2 separate regions of the Mus musculus genome follow, and region 2 is linked to region 1. A link is a contact called in public HiChIP or PLAC-seq data. All regions are on one chromosome and are shown on one strand. The core of a region is the stretch at or near the end of the contact, and the rest is flanking DNA. Distances in the headings are between cores, read along the strand shown. Region 1 has its middle 14 kb from the start of Gm41610. Region 2 holds the start of Gm52315 (a long non-coding RNA gene).

The links. HiChIP or PLAC-seq counts read pairs in DNA pulled down with a chosen protein or histone mark.
Region 2: a contact with region 1 is called in an H3K27ac HiChIP or PLAC-seq map of embryonic stem cells, with 21 read pairs. The contact joins two enhancer-like sites. A contact is called at or near these places in 4 of 484 Hi-C or Micro-C datasets (CD4 T cells, CD8 T cells and embryonic stem cells), 14 of 115 datasets of contacts at active chromatin or transcription factors (bone marrow-derived macrophages, embryonic fibroblasts, embryonic stem cells and 3 more) and 4 of 9 other capture datasets (adipose tissue, embryonic stem cells, liver and 1 more).

What each region holds. Positions count from the first base shown.
Region 1 is chr17:70,823,350-70,831,208 of GRCm38.p6, forward strand. No RefSeq gene overlaps it. Among named protein-coding and RNA genes, the nearest start is that of Gm41610, 14 kb to the right of the region's middle. Within about 2 kb of position 4,967, at least 26 of the 459 cell types and tissues checked have an H3K27ac peak or open chromatin away from gene starts, as enhancers often do. A contact at or near this core is called in embryonic stem cells, where this site is marked.
Region 2 is chr17:70,911,212-70,919,070 of GRCm38.p6, forward strand. All of the region lies in intron 1 of Gm26510 (a long non-coding RNA gene), which reads right to left. It overlaps Gm52315 (a long non-coding RNA gene), which reads left to right and starts at 791. Exons shown (of 3, transcript XR_003952407.1): 1 at 791-816. Within about 2 kb of position 5,065, at least 47 of the 459 cell types and tissues checked have an H3K27ac peak or open chromatin away from gene starts, as enhancers often do. A contact at or near this core is called in embryonic stem cells, where this site is marked.

The sequences.
Region 1 (7,859 bases), core at 3,717-6,216:
ATTCTAACCAATCTTTAAGTTTGCAAAAGAGGTCTTAAACTCCCCTTGAGGTCTCCCACGAAGCCAAAAGAGAACCAGGCTTCGGGAGGTACCCATTCTCCCCTCCCAGGTACCTGTGAAAATCCCACGAATGTGAGGCCTGACATCAGCCCGCGCCGTGGTTTAGCCTGTCAAGGAATTACTTCCTTGTGTCTTCTAAACGGATGAGCACAAGCTTGAGCTTAGAGTGGAAGTGGCAGGAAGCGTGTTTAATAAACAGCAAAAGCCAAGCTCCGTGCTGCCGCCGGCCCTGCCCACTGTCAGCCGCACAGATCGATCTCCACGGCACTGAGGAGGATCCTGACTCTTTCTAGTCTTCTTTCTGGACAAGTAGATGGACAAGACCCGGAAATCCGATGGGGAAGCCAGCATCCCCAAGCAACATCATTGGAGCGACGCTCACCTTGGAAAGGGAAGCAGAGAGAGCTCCGCTCCGAGCCTCTGACACCCAGGGGAAATGCATTCTGCCCGGTGGCTCTTCAAGGAGGATATAAATGACTACACCTGTTTTCTGTAGGCTCAAATCCTTTCACCTTTATTACTTAGGATGCCAATGCTCTACAAAAAGGGGGAAAAAAATCCCTGCATAGCCAGGTTTCTCAGATTTGTACTCGGTCAGCCATCCCCATGGGTTCCACATTTCCAGGGTCAGTCAACTGTGAATCAACAATACTTGGAGGGGCCAGCAAGATAGCTAAGCAGGTAAAAGCGCTTGCCATCAAGCCAAACAACCTGAGTTCGGTCCTCAGGACTAACACAATGGAAGACGAGAACCAACTTCTTCAGGTTGTCCTCTGTCTTCCACACACAAACCTTGGCATGTGCGCACACATTAACAAATAAATGAAATAATAATTAAAAATATATATTTGGGAAAAGGCATCTACACTAAGCCTGTATAACTGTCTCTTTTTTAAAATATTTATTTATTTATTATATATAATTACACTGTAGCTGTCTTCAGACACTCCAGAAGAGGGCATCAGATTTCGTTACGGATGGTTGTGAGCCACCATGTGGTTGCTGGGATTTGAACTCAGGAACTTTGGAAGAGCAGTCGGCGCTCTTAACCGCTGAGCCATCTCACCAGCCCTGTATAACTGTTTCTTTTCATTCTTGCCTAAACGAGGCACTACAACAACTTCTTACATAGTCATTATATTGTACTAAGAACCTAGAGATGAGGTCGCAGCGGGACGTGCACAGGTGATACGTGAATTTTACACCATTCTATATAAGAGACTTCTATGAGAACATCTACACTGATTTTTGGTAGCCAAGGTTTTGGAACGGGTCATTCATAGATATTACAAAGTACCTGGTTGATGGACACTTTCTTTTTCTAGGAGTTTGGAGTCCAAGGCTTACCAACAGATTCAATGATCTAAGGGGTTAGACGATACTGTACAGGACCCTTTACAGGCAAGTCTGTGTCTCACTAGAATAAAATAAAAATATTCTGTTAACTGGGGCTGGAGAGATGAGTCAGTGGGTAAGAATGTATGCTGCTTATCCAGAGGACCCAGGTTGGATTCCCAGCTTCCAGGTAGTGGCTCATAATTACCTATGAATAATTTCTTTTGGCCTCCAAGAGTACTACGCACACGGTATGCATACACATACGAGGACTAACATCCCTATACATAAAATTAAAAATGAATACACCTTTTAAAATGTATGTTCTATTAACTGAAAACCCTAGAGTCTACTTTAGGGAGTAATACATACTTGTTATCTTAGGGGTGAACATCTTGCTATAGAAAACATTTACTGGGCTGAAGAGATGGCTCAGAGTTAAGAGCACCGACGACTACGCACCCCCAGAGGTCCTGAGTTCAATTCCCAGCAACCACACGGTGGCTTACAACCACCTGTCATGGGATCCGATGCCTTCTTCTGGTGTGTCTGAAGAAAGCTACAGTGTATTAACATATAAAATAGATAAATCTTAAAAAAGAAAAAAGAGAGAAAGAGAGAAAGAAAGAAAGAGAAAGAGAAAACATTTACTCCTATACCTGACACTCCTTAAAGATACTAGACTTCTCACATTGTTTCATTTTCCAAATAAACCATAATGTTTCACTGCTTGAGCTAACGTGACCAAGTGAGCAATGGGGGTTGGTCCCAAAGGCTGCTCTTGAGTGAAGGCAAAATGGATAGTTGGAATGATTCAACCTTGGATTCCTGTGGAGTCCAACTTAGCCCATTTCTTGGGAAGTCCCACCAGGTCCCAACATGTTCAGGGAAAAGAGGCTTCCTACCCTTGGTGGAACATAAAGGTTCACCCTTGGTCTTCTCTGCAGCTTAGCCTGAAGGGAGTCTCCTTTAAGGAACCTGCCACTTCCAACCCTGAGCCTGTTTGTTGACCGTAGCAAGCCAGGTTGTAACTCTGGGGAGCCCTTTCCAGTGAGCAGTACCTTTGTATCTGGTCTTGTATAGGTGCACAATGGATGCCTTGAACGGGCATTGACATCTCAAGAGTGGGACGTCTGAACGTTTGGGAAGTTCTACCTGTGGGGAGGGGCTAGCTAGCACAGAAGAACTGTGTTTCCAGGCTGAAGTTGAGTGAACACCCAACACTGTAAACCATGGTGATGTGAGGGAGCAACTCTTCACACAGAAGTAAATCAGGGGTTTCACCATACTTAAGATGGACCTAAAATGTGTTGCCCTTAGCCTAATTACAATCTTTGAGAGGCTGAGTTAATCACAGTCTCTCTGGCTACTGGGTTCTAAGCCTGTGTAATTAGAAGGGAAAGGGTTCATGTTTGCATAGGGCTGCTATGAGGTCCTTGTGTATAGATTTTGTAAAACTCTATTCAGTGTCCCGCTCATGATTAACACAGCACAGTTCCCACGAGAGAAGTCCTTTACTGAAGGGGGTAAGAAACAGGGAAGAGGAAAGAGAGAGAGATGGATCGGGGTCTCTGTCTCTTATCTGGGCTGTGACTTAGACCACGACATAGGTAACCCAGATGATGATGTGCTTAGGTGATGGGAGTGAGGCATGCGCAGGGAGTGTGCAGTGGTTGCCATGGCAAGCGATGCGAGAGGGTTCTTGTCGCCTAGGGATGACGTCAACGCTGGATTCGGAGGCTAGCTGGATACAGCTTCTGTTGCTAACAGTTCTCATCACGATAATTAAGAATTTTTTTCATTTCCTGAGGAAGTGCTCGCCTGGACCTTGTTGGTTTGTTTATTTCACATATTCTAGGACACAGCTCTCATCAGAACTCTGTGAGGGTGGTCAGGAAGGGCTGGGAGGAAGTAGGCTGACCAATAGGTAAATAAATGCATGAAGAGGTGAGCTTGGGATTTCCCAGCACCCACATGAAAGTTAGTTAGACACACAAATCTATAAAAATGGGGGTAGTGAGGGTAAGAGTAGAACATGTGAATCTCTGAAGCTCACTGGTCAGGCCATGGTAGCCAATCCGTTAGCTCCAGGTACAACTTGAGACCCCGTGTCAAAAAAAAAAAAAAAAAAATGGAGCGAGGGAAGGATAGCAAGGTATATCACCACACACATGTGCACATCACATTGGGTGTGCACCCACATGAGGCCTGATCCCCAACAGCCCCAAAACAAAGCAGAACAAAACGGTGTTTGGAAGGCCAATTGCATTAAACCTGCTGTTGGCAGATTTCCATGCATCTCCGTTTGAAATATCATTTTAGCGTCTGAACCTAAGGGGAAAAGATGAAGCCAAGTGGGGCAGAGTGTGGGGGCTGAGTCGCAAGTGGACAAATCTGACTAGAAAGACAAGCTTATCACACAGGTTGTATTCAAGCTCATGCCAGAGCAAGGGAAGTAGGAACTAGAATATTGTGTCCATGAAGAATTTACCCTCACAGCCGCACCCCAAGGTTTCTCTCTCTCTCTCTCTCTCTCTCTCTCTCTCTCACACACACACACACACACACACACACACACACGGGGCGGGGGGCCGTGGAATGAGTATGTCAATGTAGGTGTCCATTGATGTTAAACATCTGGTTCTTGGGGAGGGTATAGGGGGCTTTGGGGATAGCATTTGAAATGTAAATGAAGAAAATATCTAATAAAAAAAAACAACAAATACAAAAACATCTGGTTCTTTGTCTACATCTTGAACATGCCAACATATATACAGAAAGCTCAGTTTAGTAAGCTCAGTACAGCAGACGACTTCCTATCTAGAAATTATAATTCCCTAAATTCTAATTCTAAATGTTTATTCTCTGAAGACAGTGGGGAGAGTGGAGCCAAGAAATGAACCAGACTAAAGTCTCAGGCGATAGCCATTCAGAGCACATTAGAGAGTTTATACTCTGAGGACGAAGAGACGTTAGTGAGTAATGTACAGAGGCTTAAAAAAAAAAAAAGGGGCTGGTGAGATGGCTCAGTGGGTAAGAACATCCGACTGCTCTTCTGAAGGTCAGGAGTTCAAATCCCAGCAACCACATGGTGGCTCACAACCATCCATAACGAGATCTGACTCCCTCTTCTGGATTGTCTGAGGACAGCTACAGTGTACTCACATATAATAAATAAATAAATATTTTTTAAAATGTACAGAGACGTGGACGGGCCACATAGAGGCAAGGGTGGGCATGGCAGCAAGGATATGGCCATGGCCGGCTGGAGAGATGGCTCAGCAGTTAAGAGAACTGATTGTTCTTCCAGAGGTCCTGAGTTCAATTCCCAGCAGCTATGTGGTGTCTCTCAACCATCTGTAACGGGATCCGATGCCCTCTTCTGGTGTGTCTGAGGACAACTACATAGTGTGCTCATATACATAAAATAAATAAATCTAAAAAAAAAAAAAAAAAGATGGGCCATGGCAGCAAGGACAGGCCAAGGAGGTAAGGCCGGGCCACAGCCACAAGGATGGTGATTAGGAGTTCAGATTGGCGCATGGGAGGTCTGCCTCTTCCATAAAGGACACACCTAGACACCCAATATCCATTACAAAGGAGATTACCCGAGCAGGATGGGGTTGGGGAAAGTTGTGGCTAGCTGAGATTTTTTTGCTGCGGTGGGGTTTTTAAGGAAAAAAAGAAGAGTCTGTGCTAAGGTGAGTTGGTAAATTCTGATTGGACATTGGTCAAATAATGACCTTGATTGTGGGACCTTGTGTTTTGTCTCAGAAAGTAGTCAGTGTGGCCAAATAAGGGAGGAGGCCTTCTTAGGGCCTGGCTTTAGGAATATAATCTAACAGTTTAGCAAGGAGAAGGGAAAGAGCCCAAACCTGTTGGTGCCATGTTTGCTGTGCTCCATCCTGTATTTGTCAAGTTCAGTCCGGCTTGAGCCCTTCAAGGTGCCCTTGGTGGACAGACTGGGCAAGGCCACTTCTGCTCCACAAAACCCCCTTTTTCCATTGCAGGCATAAAAGCCGATTGTAATGAACAATCAGAAGTAAACTGACTCCTGCCAGCTACACCTGGGAGGGGCATGAAAACCCATTCCAAGAACAATTAGTTGTTGGGAAGAAACAAAGGTCACAAGACTCTAGGCTTTTGTGTTTTTGTTTGGCTTGTTGTTAGTTTGGTTGGTTAGTTGGTTGATTTTTCAAGACAAGGTTTGTCTGTTCAGGCCTGGCTGTTCTGAAACTCCCTTTGTAGGCCAGGCTAGCCTCCAACTCAGAGATCCACCTGCCTCTGCCACTGGAGTGCGGGGATTAAAGGTGTGGGCCTCTGGTCTTGTTTTCTTGGAGTGTGCAGGGCCTCAGCTGCAGCTGCTGGCACATCCAACTAGGTTCTCCAGCTCTGACGTCACACCCTCTCCCTCCCAACCCCCCCCCTTAACCCCCCCCCCAACTCACTTAGAAGAAGCAAACCCAATCCCTTTCACACATGCATGAGAAGGGAGCAGGCCTTGTATGGGGTGGCTGTCAGAGAGGCCTGTACCGACTACGCCAAAGTAACCAGAGAGGGCAGTTAGAGTCCAGAGAGGGTGTGCTTTCCATTCAAGCCAAAGGAAAAAAAGAAAAAGCTGATGATATTCGAGAAACAAGGAACTGGGCCACATCCTTCCCCACCACTCCTGTGACTTCCAGTGTTAGCTCAACACTGAGCTAGAGGGAGGGGAGGGCATGGGCTGGAGAGATGACTCGGCAGTTAAGAACACTGACTACTCTTCCAGAGGTCCTGAGTTCAATTCCCAGCACCCACATGGGGGCTCACAGCCATCTGTCTTGGGATCCGATGCCCTCGTCTAGTGTGTCTGGAGACAGTGACAGGGTTGTCATGTACCTTGCATACAATGTATACATATACATTCAAAAGGAAGAGGAGGAGGTGAGCTCAAGACAGGGTCACCATAGGGCCTCTAGCTCTCAGTTCTTCCTAACTTGGAATGTGTTTGGTGAGATACGAGCCGAATGAGGCCAGAAGAGGAGGAAGAACAGTTTTACAGCTTGGATGGGTGTCGCTGTTATAAGAACAAGAAGTGACACTCATACAAGTGGTGAAACTGAAGTGGTGAAACTGAAGTTTGTAGTTCGAGAGATCCCAAGTGTAACGAAATGGTCTTCATTTCCATTTAAAGCTGGCAGTGCACTAGAGGATTATAAACCGTTAAAAATTCCATACTAACAACTTGTCTGCCTTCTCTACGGTGAATATTACCGAACAAGTTGAAATCACGGGGCGGGGCGGGGCGGGGCGGGGGTTGGGGAGGAGGCGTCTGGATGCTTTGATTTAAGGTCTTAGAAGCTCGTTTTGTGTTTTGGGGACAAGGTCCATTGTATTTCCGGCTGACCTCTGACCCCGTGCAGAGCGGAAGGTGACCTTGCATTGTGGATCCTCCTTCTTCCTGTTCCGCCGCCATTTGTCATTTGTCATTTGTCATTTGCGTTTGGATGGTTGTGTTTAGCTTTGATTTTCTTTTTCTCCTTTTCCTTGAGACAGGAATCTGTGAGAACCTGGGCTCTCAAGTAAGTCTCCTGCCTCAGCTATCCAAGTACCTGGGACTGCAGTTTTAAAGTATGTACCCAGCAACTGAACACCTCCCACGGTTCTTTTTTCAAAATGACATTTTATGTATTTATGAGATGTACTCATTAACGCTGTGTACAAGTGGGGCTCAGAGGACAACTTGAGGGAGTGAGTCTGCTCCTCCTACCAGCTGGGTCCTGGGGATCAAACTCAGGTTATCAGGGCTGGCAATAAATACCTTAACCTGCCGAGCCACCTTGTAGGTCCCGATGGTCTTTTCTTGAGAGGAGCTCCACGCGTGTATTTCACACTGGCACATACAGACTCCAGAGCTGGTGTTGGGGGAGCTGATAACATTGACCAAAAACTTGTATACACAGACACGAGTCCTAGAGAGTTCAGCCAAGAAAGAATTTTGGATACATGCTCTGGGCCTCTGTTTCAAGGCTTCTTAGAGTTTGATTCCTATCAGCCCCCAACATGAGTCCAGTCCCACTGCGCTGTCCATGGGCTCTCACCAGCCTTGCCTCTCTGCACCTCTGGTTTTTTTTGTTTGTTAGTTTTTTTGTTTGTTTGTTTGTTTATTTATTTTTTGGCTTTTCAAGACAGGGGTTCTCTGTGTAGCCCTGGCTGTCCTGGAGCTCACTTTGTAGACCAGGCTGGCCTCGAACTCAGAAATTCGTCTGCCTCTGCCTCCGAGTGCTGGGATTAAAGGCATGTGCCACCACGCCCAGCACCTCTGTTTTTAATAAGATGTCCTTCCATGGGTAGACACAGTTGCCCAGTGCTTGCTCTGACTTCGAGGCTGTCTCTTTTTATTGTTTTGTAGTCATGAGCTCTTTCCTCCCCAACCTCCAGATCTTTCTCCAGCTTCTTGCTGAGTTTGCATGGATGTATAATCC
Region 2 (7,859 bases), core at 3,815-6,314, 88 kb after region 1:
AGAGGGAAATAGGAGCTGAGTCCAGGGAGTATTGAAAAGCTATTGAAGAACTCAAGGCCCAACTCTGAAATGCCATCTGCCCCCAAGCTTTGCTGAACAGTAGCAGTCCATGAAAACTCGGCCTGCGTGAGTCAGCTCATCTCTAACCCACTTATTGAAAGGGAAAAAGAGAACAGCTCCTGTAGATGTGAGAACTTAGCACTGAGGGGAAGATGCTAAGGGACATTCTGAAATACAGTGACACACCACACAACCGCATCTTTGTGTGTGTGCACATGCGCACAGGTATGTGTGGACATGTGTCTGCATGTATGTTGCCTGCATGTGAAGATCAAAGGTCAACCTCAGGTGCCATTCCTCTTGAGGCTCCTATCTTAATTTTTGAAACCAGGTCTCTCAGTAGGACCTGGTGCTGTCTAATGAAGCCGGGCTGTCTGGTGGGCAAACCCCAGGAATGTCTTCACTTCCCCAGTACTGGGATCACAAGTGCATGCCACCATGCCACCATACCTAGTTGTTCATTATGGGTGCTGGGGATTGAACTTGGGTCCTCATGTTTTCTCAATTAGCGCTTTGCCAGTCGAGTTGTCTCCACAGCCAAGTGTCAGATTTGTCAGTGACATTTTCTGTATCTTTTACAGGTGAGCAAGTCTCCTCTGTCAATGCTTTTCAACATGTGGGCTACAGACAACTGATATATGACCAGAGTCATGGTCAATGGATACAACTCGCTCTGACCAGACCTTCGGTGAGGGTGGCCCAAGATCCTAACTTCTTACCAGGTGGTTTCTGTGTGCCCCAATGCTGGAGAAAGAGGTAAGGGCTAGGAACTATTAGAAGAGGCTTCCATTAGTCAAGGGGAGGAGAGAGTTACTCACCACCCTCTGGTGCCAAGAAATCTGCAATTCCTAAAGCTATGGGCTAATGCATCTTGCTGTTAGTGACCTGGCACGCAGGAAATCTTCCACCCACGGTGCCAGGAACACAAGACTTGGCATCTTCTTCTTCTATTTATTTATTTATTTATTTTATTATTTTATTTATTTATTTTTGGTTTTTCGAGACAGGGTTTCTCTGTGTAGCCCTAGCTGTCCTGGAACTCACTCTGTAGACCAGGCTGGCCTCAGACTCAGAAATCCACCTGGCACCGCCCAAGTGCTGGGATTAAAGGCATGCGCCACCACTGCCCGGCGACATCTTCTAATCAAACAAAGTCAGGACTTCAAGTTACACAGGGATTCTTATTTCCTATGGTAGGCATCTCTCGGGACTCACAGGGGGATGATTTCAGCTTCCCTGCGGATTCCCACATGCGTGGATGTAAAGGCCTCATATATAAAACAGCATTGTATTTTCATGGAGCTCATTCAGTCCTTCCAACTATTTAAGTAACCCAGATTGTTTAGAAAACCGATTGCAAGATCAATCTCATGTTAATGGTTACTATTCTGTATTGCTCAAGAAATAACGACTCCTCCAAAGTCCATAAATATTCAGTAAAAAGACATTTTTACCCTCAAATACTTGTTCGGTTCACAGTTTACTAAATGCAGAAAGCATCTTTTCCTTTGGGGAGTACGGCTGGTAATTTTCCTCCTTCCTTCCACAGTCCCTCCCCCTCCCCCACTCTTCTAGACAGGTCTTCAACCTTCCTGCTGTAGCTGAGGAAGTTTCTGGATTACAGATCCTTTGGCTTCCTCTTCAAAGTGCTAGGACAGAGGCAGGTACTCGTGCCCAGTCATGCCAGGCACACACTACTAACTGAACCATCTCCCAGCTCCTGTCGCTCACAGTACGAAGGAAATCACAGTCTGAAGGGAAGTGCCACGCGAATGGCACAGGACAACAGGACTGGCTGAGATTCATCTGTCTGGTCGGAACAGGGCAGCTTGGGAGCCGTTGGTTCAGCTTTTTGATTTGCTGTAGAACAAAGTAGAGCTCATGTAGGGGTCAGGCTGGCAAACTGATTGGTTTCCCACACTTAAAAAGATAACAATGAACTTGGGAGGCAGAGGCAGGTGGATTTCTGAGTTCGAGGCCAGCCTGGTCTACAGAGTGAGTTCCAGGACAGCCAGGGCTACACAGAGAAACCCTGTCTCAAAAACAAACAAAAACAAAAGATAACATTGAAATTGAGCTTCATTCAGAAAGTCTGCAATCTGAATGACAATATCCTAGAGACAAGCCTTGCTTCTCACTTTTGGCAGATTATACAAGAGGGAAGGGGTGGAAAACAAAGGCATCTAGCCGATCATTGCAGAGCTCTGCCCCTCTGGTCAGGTGCTCAGCCATGTTCCTCAGAGCTGTGATTTCCCTGTTCCTCTCATTAGCCTTGGGCTCTCCCCTAGTTCTGTGAGTGTTCGAGTTAGTTTCTGCTGGTATCCATCTTGTACTATTTCCTCCAGGGGCATAGAATGGGGAGTTAGAACAAACCTTCATGACAGCATCTGTGTTAAACCACTAATAGCACGTATGTATTCCATTTGGAATATGGAGTATAAGTGTGTCACTATAATGTAGAATGTGAAAGTGGATTTATCTTGGACATGACATTTTGTAGTAGTTTTAATGTTCTTTTTGCACTTATTTACTTTACTATGTATGTATGTATGTATGTATGTATATATGTTGTATGTATGTATACTCCATGTGTGCCTGGTTGTCTTAGAACTGCTGTGACAGATGTCTGGGAATCACATACATGCTAGGAGTCAAGCCTAGGTCCTCTGTAAGAATAACAAGTGCTCCAAACCACTGAGCATCTATCCAACCCCAGCCTTGTGCTTGAAATCGATATTAAATACACACAAGTTTCAAACCAGTTTGGTTGATTTCTGTATAAAACCCACTCTCCAGCTCCTCACAGTGATAACCACAGATATAATCAAAACCAGATTTGATATTTATATAACACTGACTACTTTATACACTTAGACATCACTTTCTGCTGTCTTCCCCCAAATTCACCTACTGAAACCCATCTTCATTCATTCATATTAAGAAGTGAGAACCTGGGGCTGGAGAGATGGCTCAGTGGTTAAGAACATTGACTGCTCTTCCGAAGGTCCTGAGTTCAAATCCCAGCAACCACATGGTTGCTCACAACCATCAGTAGTGATATCTGACGCCCTCTTGTGGTGTGTCTGAAGACAGCTACAGTGTACTGATTTATCATCCTGAGTGAGGTAACCCAATCACAAAAGAACACACATGATATGCACTCACTGGTAAGTGGATATTAGCCCAGAAGCTCAGAATACCTAAGATACAATTTGCAAAACACATGAAACTGAAGAAGATGGAAGACCAAAGTGTGGATACTTCGATCCTTCTTAAAAGGGGAAACAAAATACCCATGGAAGGAGTTACAAAACTGCCTCACCTGGGGATCCATCCCATAAACAACCACCAAACCCAGACACTATGGCAGATGTCAACAAGATTTTGCTGACAGGACCCTGATATAGCTGTCTCCTGAGAGGCTGTGCCAGTGCCTGGCAAATACAGAAGTGGATGCTCACAGTCATCTATTGGACAGGGCACAGGGTCCCCAATGAAGGAGCTAGAGAAAGTACCCAAGGAGCTGAAGGGGGTTTCAGCCCCATAGGAGGAACAACAATATGAACTATCCAGTACCCCCGAGCTCCCTGGGACTAAACCACCAACCAAAGAAAACACATGGAGGGACTCGTGGCCCTAGCTGCATATGTAGCAGAGGATGGCCTAGTTGGTCATCAATGGGAGAAGAGGCCCTAGGTCCCTGTGAAGGTTCTATGCCCCAGTATAGGGGAATGCCAGGGCCAGGAATGGGAGTGGGTGGGTCGGGGAGCAGGGCGAGGGGGGAGTGGATAGGGGATTTACGGAGGGAAAACTAGGAAAGGGGATAACATTTGAAATGTAAATAAGGAAAATATCTAATAAAAAAGAAAAAAAAAAATCTTTGGGCCGGAGCAAGTGGGGCCAACCAGAGCGAGCAGAGGTCCTAAATTCAATTCCCAGCAACCACATGATGGCTCACAACCATCTGTAGAGCTACAGTGTACTCATATACATTAAATAAATAAATAAATAAATAAATCTTTAAAAAAAAAAAAGTGGTGACTTGGCTGATGAGGTTGGAGAAGAACCCAGGAATGGAATCAGAGAGAATAAGAGGCACCCTCACCAGACACTGACTTTATTGGCACCTTGATTTTAGACCCTAGGATCACAGGAACACATTTCTGTTGTTTGTGAATTTGTCACAACAGCTCAAATGGATTAAGATAGGTCCTTTTGTTCATCTGGGGAAGATGGCTCAGCAGCAACGCCAGGAAGCCTCAACAGATATGACTCCAGCTTAGCCACAATGGCTTTGCAGTTTTAAAAGCAGCGACCCTCCCTGCCCTGTGGAAGCAAGGTAGCTAGCTGTTCCTTTTCCATGACTCTCGGCCACACCCTCTTCTGTGCCCTGCAGTGACTTTCCCTTCAAGCTGCAAGTAAGCAGGAGAGGCCCAGCTCGCCATCTGAGTTTTGTCTTGTGTGTGAGGTAAACTGCCTACGTTTCTGTTGGCTTCGGAGTTTATATTTACTTGATTCAAACTTTTTGATCAACTCAGGAAATTAGGCTCCATCCTATAGCTGCTGTTCTATGAGAGAATATCCTATCTTACAAAATTGGAAGGTTCCAGCTTCTTTTATGGTTTCTACTCTCCACACTTGCTTTCGAGTTTAATACTGAGATGGCAAACTTATATACATGCCAAAGATTTGTCTTCAAACAGATTAATGATTATTATTTGGGGGTTTTGTTTTGTTTTGGGAAGGGCGAGCCGAGGAAGCCATGAATGAGGAGAGCAGACGAAGCCTCGAGCTAAGGTGTATTGTAGCCACAGGTGAGGCCATGTCAAGGACCTCAGCTCCATGGGAAAGGACACACTTCCCTCCACCCCACTACACTAGTGGGGCTCCAAGGGCTGGTAAAACCTTCCTGTTGTCTGAGTGTGAATGTCGTCAGTGTGTGCAAGTGTTGGTGTTTGCTAACGGGTGAACAGTGTGTGCAAAAACTACCCAACCACAGCTTCCTTCTCCAGGGTATTTACAGCCTGAGAGAGACTGCTGCTTGGGAGACCTCCTGTGAAGACTAGCTCACCCCCTTCTGTGCTGCACCTGCAGCTGGTTCATCGGTTTCTCTGTCCATGTGTCTGTGTGTCTGTCCTTTCTTCGTTGCCAGTGCTCCCAACCAGGTTTCCAGAACCCAAACCACACAATTCACAAAAGGGGGATGGCGTTAGATTTCCCTCTTTATAAAATCGTGTCGTCTACAAACAGGATTAGTTAGCCACGTCTTTCCTATGCAGATGGCCTTTCGATCCTAATTCACTAACTAAACCCTTTGAGCCGTCTTAGGAAGGCCCTCCCCTGTCCTTCCTGGAAGCGATGCAACCATGGGATTGAGACCTTGCTTGCATGCAGTAGCCCTCAAACTAGCACCAACATGAAGGACTGGAATGACCAGGATTGGTTTCTATTGGTTCAGTCCTGCCAGAGTCAGCGGGTGACATTTTACAGACTTTGCCTAGTGTCTAAGGGAGCGGATGAGCGAGTCCCTGAGTAGAGTCCAGGCAGTACGCAGATCTGTGCACTTGAAAGGAAGAATGTGGAGGGAAAGAGAGATGTCCTTTCATTTAATGGAGATGACATGGCCGTGATTTAGTATGTGATATTTGTGGAAACAGTGCAACACATGACAAAGATTCCAGATTAAAACTGAAAACTCAAAGGAACAGGTTTTTAAAAACTATGTAGAACTCCTTAGAGTATTTATGGTAATGCAAAGTGCTGTATTATGTTCATGGATCCTTCAGCTAATAGAGGAATCGTTTTAGCTCTGGACAGTATATTTTGATTTTTTGCTATAGCTACTGATGGAATTCTATAGATTAAAGGATATATGTAGTAGTAGTAAATATTACTTTTTCCCTGATAGACCCAGGAAAAACAACAAAAAAGTCGGTGTAAATAAAGTGTGTAATGACTGTGCTAAGAGAGCGTGGAAGATGGAGGCTTTGTCTCTCCGAAGCAGATGGAAAGGGAGTGTCCTGTGGACGATGAGAGCAAGGCCGGCTGCCGACTTAGATTAATGGCACCCCAACACCCTGAAAGAACTCGCAGATGTGGTCACCGCACACAGAACTCAGAAAGAAGACAGAGATGAGCAAACAAGTTCCAGATTTCCCAGCCCGCCTTGCAGGGCTGTGCGCTGGAGAAGTCCAGTGACTGGCTTGAAGGGAAGATGAAAGGGAATTCCTTCGTGTTTATTCAAGAGCATGGTGGCTGTCAGGCATTATCACAAATTCTCCAAATCTGAGATCATTTGGTAACACATCCCTCATGGAACAGGCAAATGCCACAGTCATTTATCTGGTAACATCCTGGCGAATGCAGTACAGAGTCCTTTCTGTCCTGGTATTTATCTCACGAGACCAGTTTTAAAGGCACAGAGGGAGTAAAATTATCATAACAGAGCCAACTGCATCTACCTGTTAAGGAATACACACTCACGCACATGTGTACATGCGCGCGCACACACACGCACACGTGTGCACACACATGAACACATGTACATGCACACACACACATGCAGCTATTGTACTCCCTTATATTCATAGAAAATAAATAGAAATTGTCAGCTCCCATTCAATGTCAACTGTTCATTCACTTAAGGATCTTGCTGATACTGAGACAAAATGTCATGCATTGTGGACTAGCAGGGGTAAGGTACCAAAACCTGGGGATTTCATATGACCAAAGGTAGTGGGAAGAAAGGAAAATCAGATTTCCCCCACGAAATGGCCCAGAGAAAGTAAACTGCAGAATCTCTGGACCCTGCTTAGACCGGGCTGGAAAGTTTAGCATACACTTTCTTACTCCTTTGCCACTGAACATATGAACCTGCTGTGTCGTGACTCAAGAGAGTTAGTTAATCTTCTCCCAGAAGGCTTGAGAGTGAAGAACCGGAGGCAAAGGGTTTTGAACAATCGCTCCTTGGGCGGGTTTGGCCAAATGATGAATGTCAGTGTTTCTCTCTCTGTCTCTCAAGTGTCTGTGTGTGTGTGTGTCTTTTAATAAAACTCAGCCCTGTTGTTTTATGGTTGGACAACTGAAGCTACTTTGTCTCGTAGCTGAAACTCAAGAAACGCTGACATACGTTCTCATTTCTGAGTTATAAAATTTCTGTGGCCCACAAAATCCCTTGAGGGGTTGTCAAGGCAAAGGAACAGGAAGAGCCCTGCCTAGTCACATGCCAGGAATCTGACCCTCAGAAAAATGTCTGGGGCCAGGAGGAAACACAAGGCTGAACTGGGTGGCCCCAAATCCCTCCGGCTCACCCTTCAGGGCAGACACATACAGGTGTGCGATGGAGGGAACACATAAGACATCTCATTGTCTCCATTAGAGCAACGTGGATGCTACGATGGAAAGCTTCAGTCTTGTTTCATCTTGTTGCTCAGGCACGCGCAACCCTCCCCACGCCACCCTCTTGTCCGCAGTTCTCTTTCAATGATGCTGCCAAAATAGGAAAAATGTGAGCACATCTTGTCAGGATCTGAGTTCAGAGGAAGACAGAAGAGCGTGACATAATCAGGGAGTCCGGCATAGCAAAGCCTCAACTCTTTCTGCTCACTCCTGCCAGCCGTCCTTACACACTTCCACGGTTGTTATAACCAGGGGAGGAAACAACAAAGCCCACCCCTCTGCACAGACCGCTTCTTCACTGGCTTCCATCTCTCTTCTTTGCATATGTGCAGTGCCAGAGATGACAGCAGAGCTTTGTGCACACCCCACACTGAGTCACATTCCTGTCCCCAGGCTTCCTC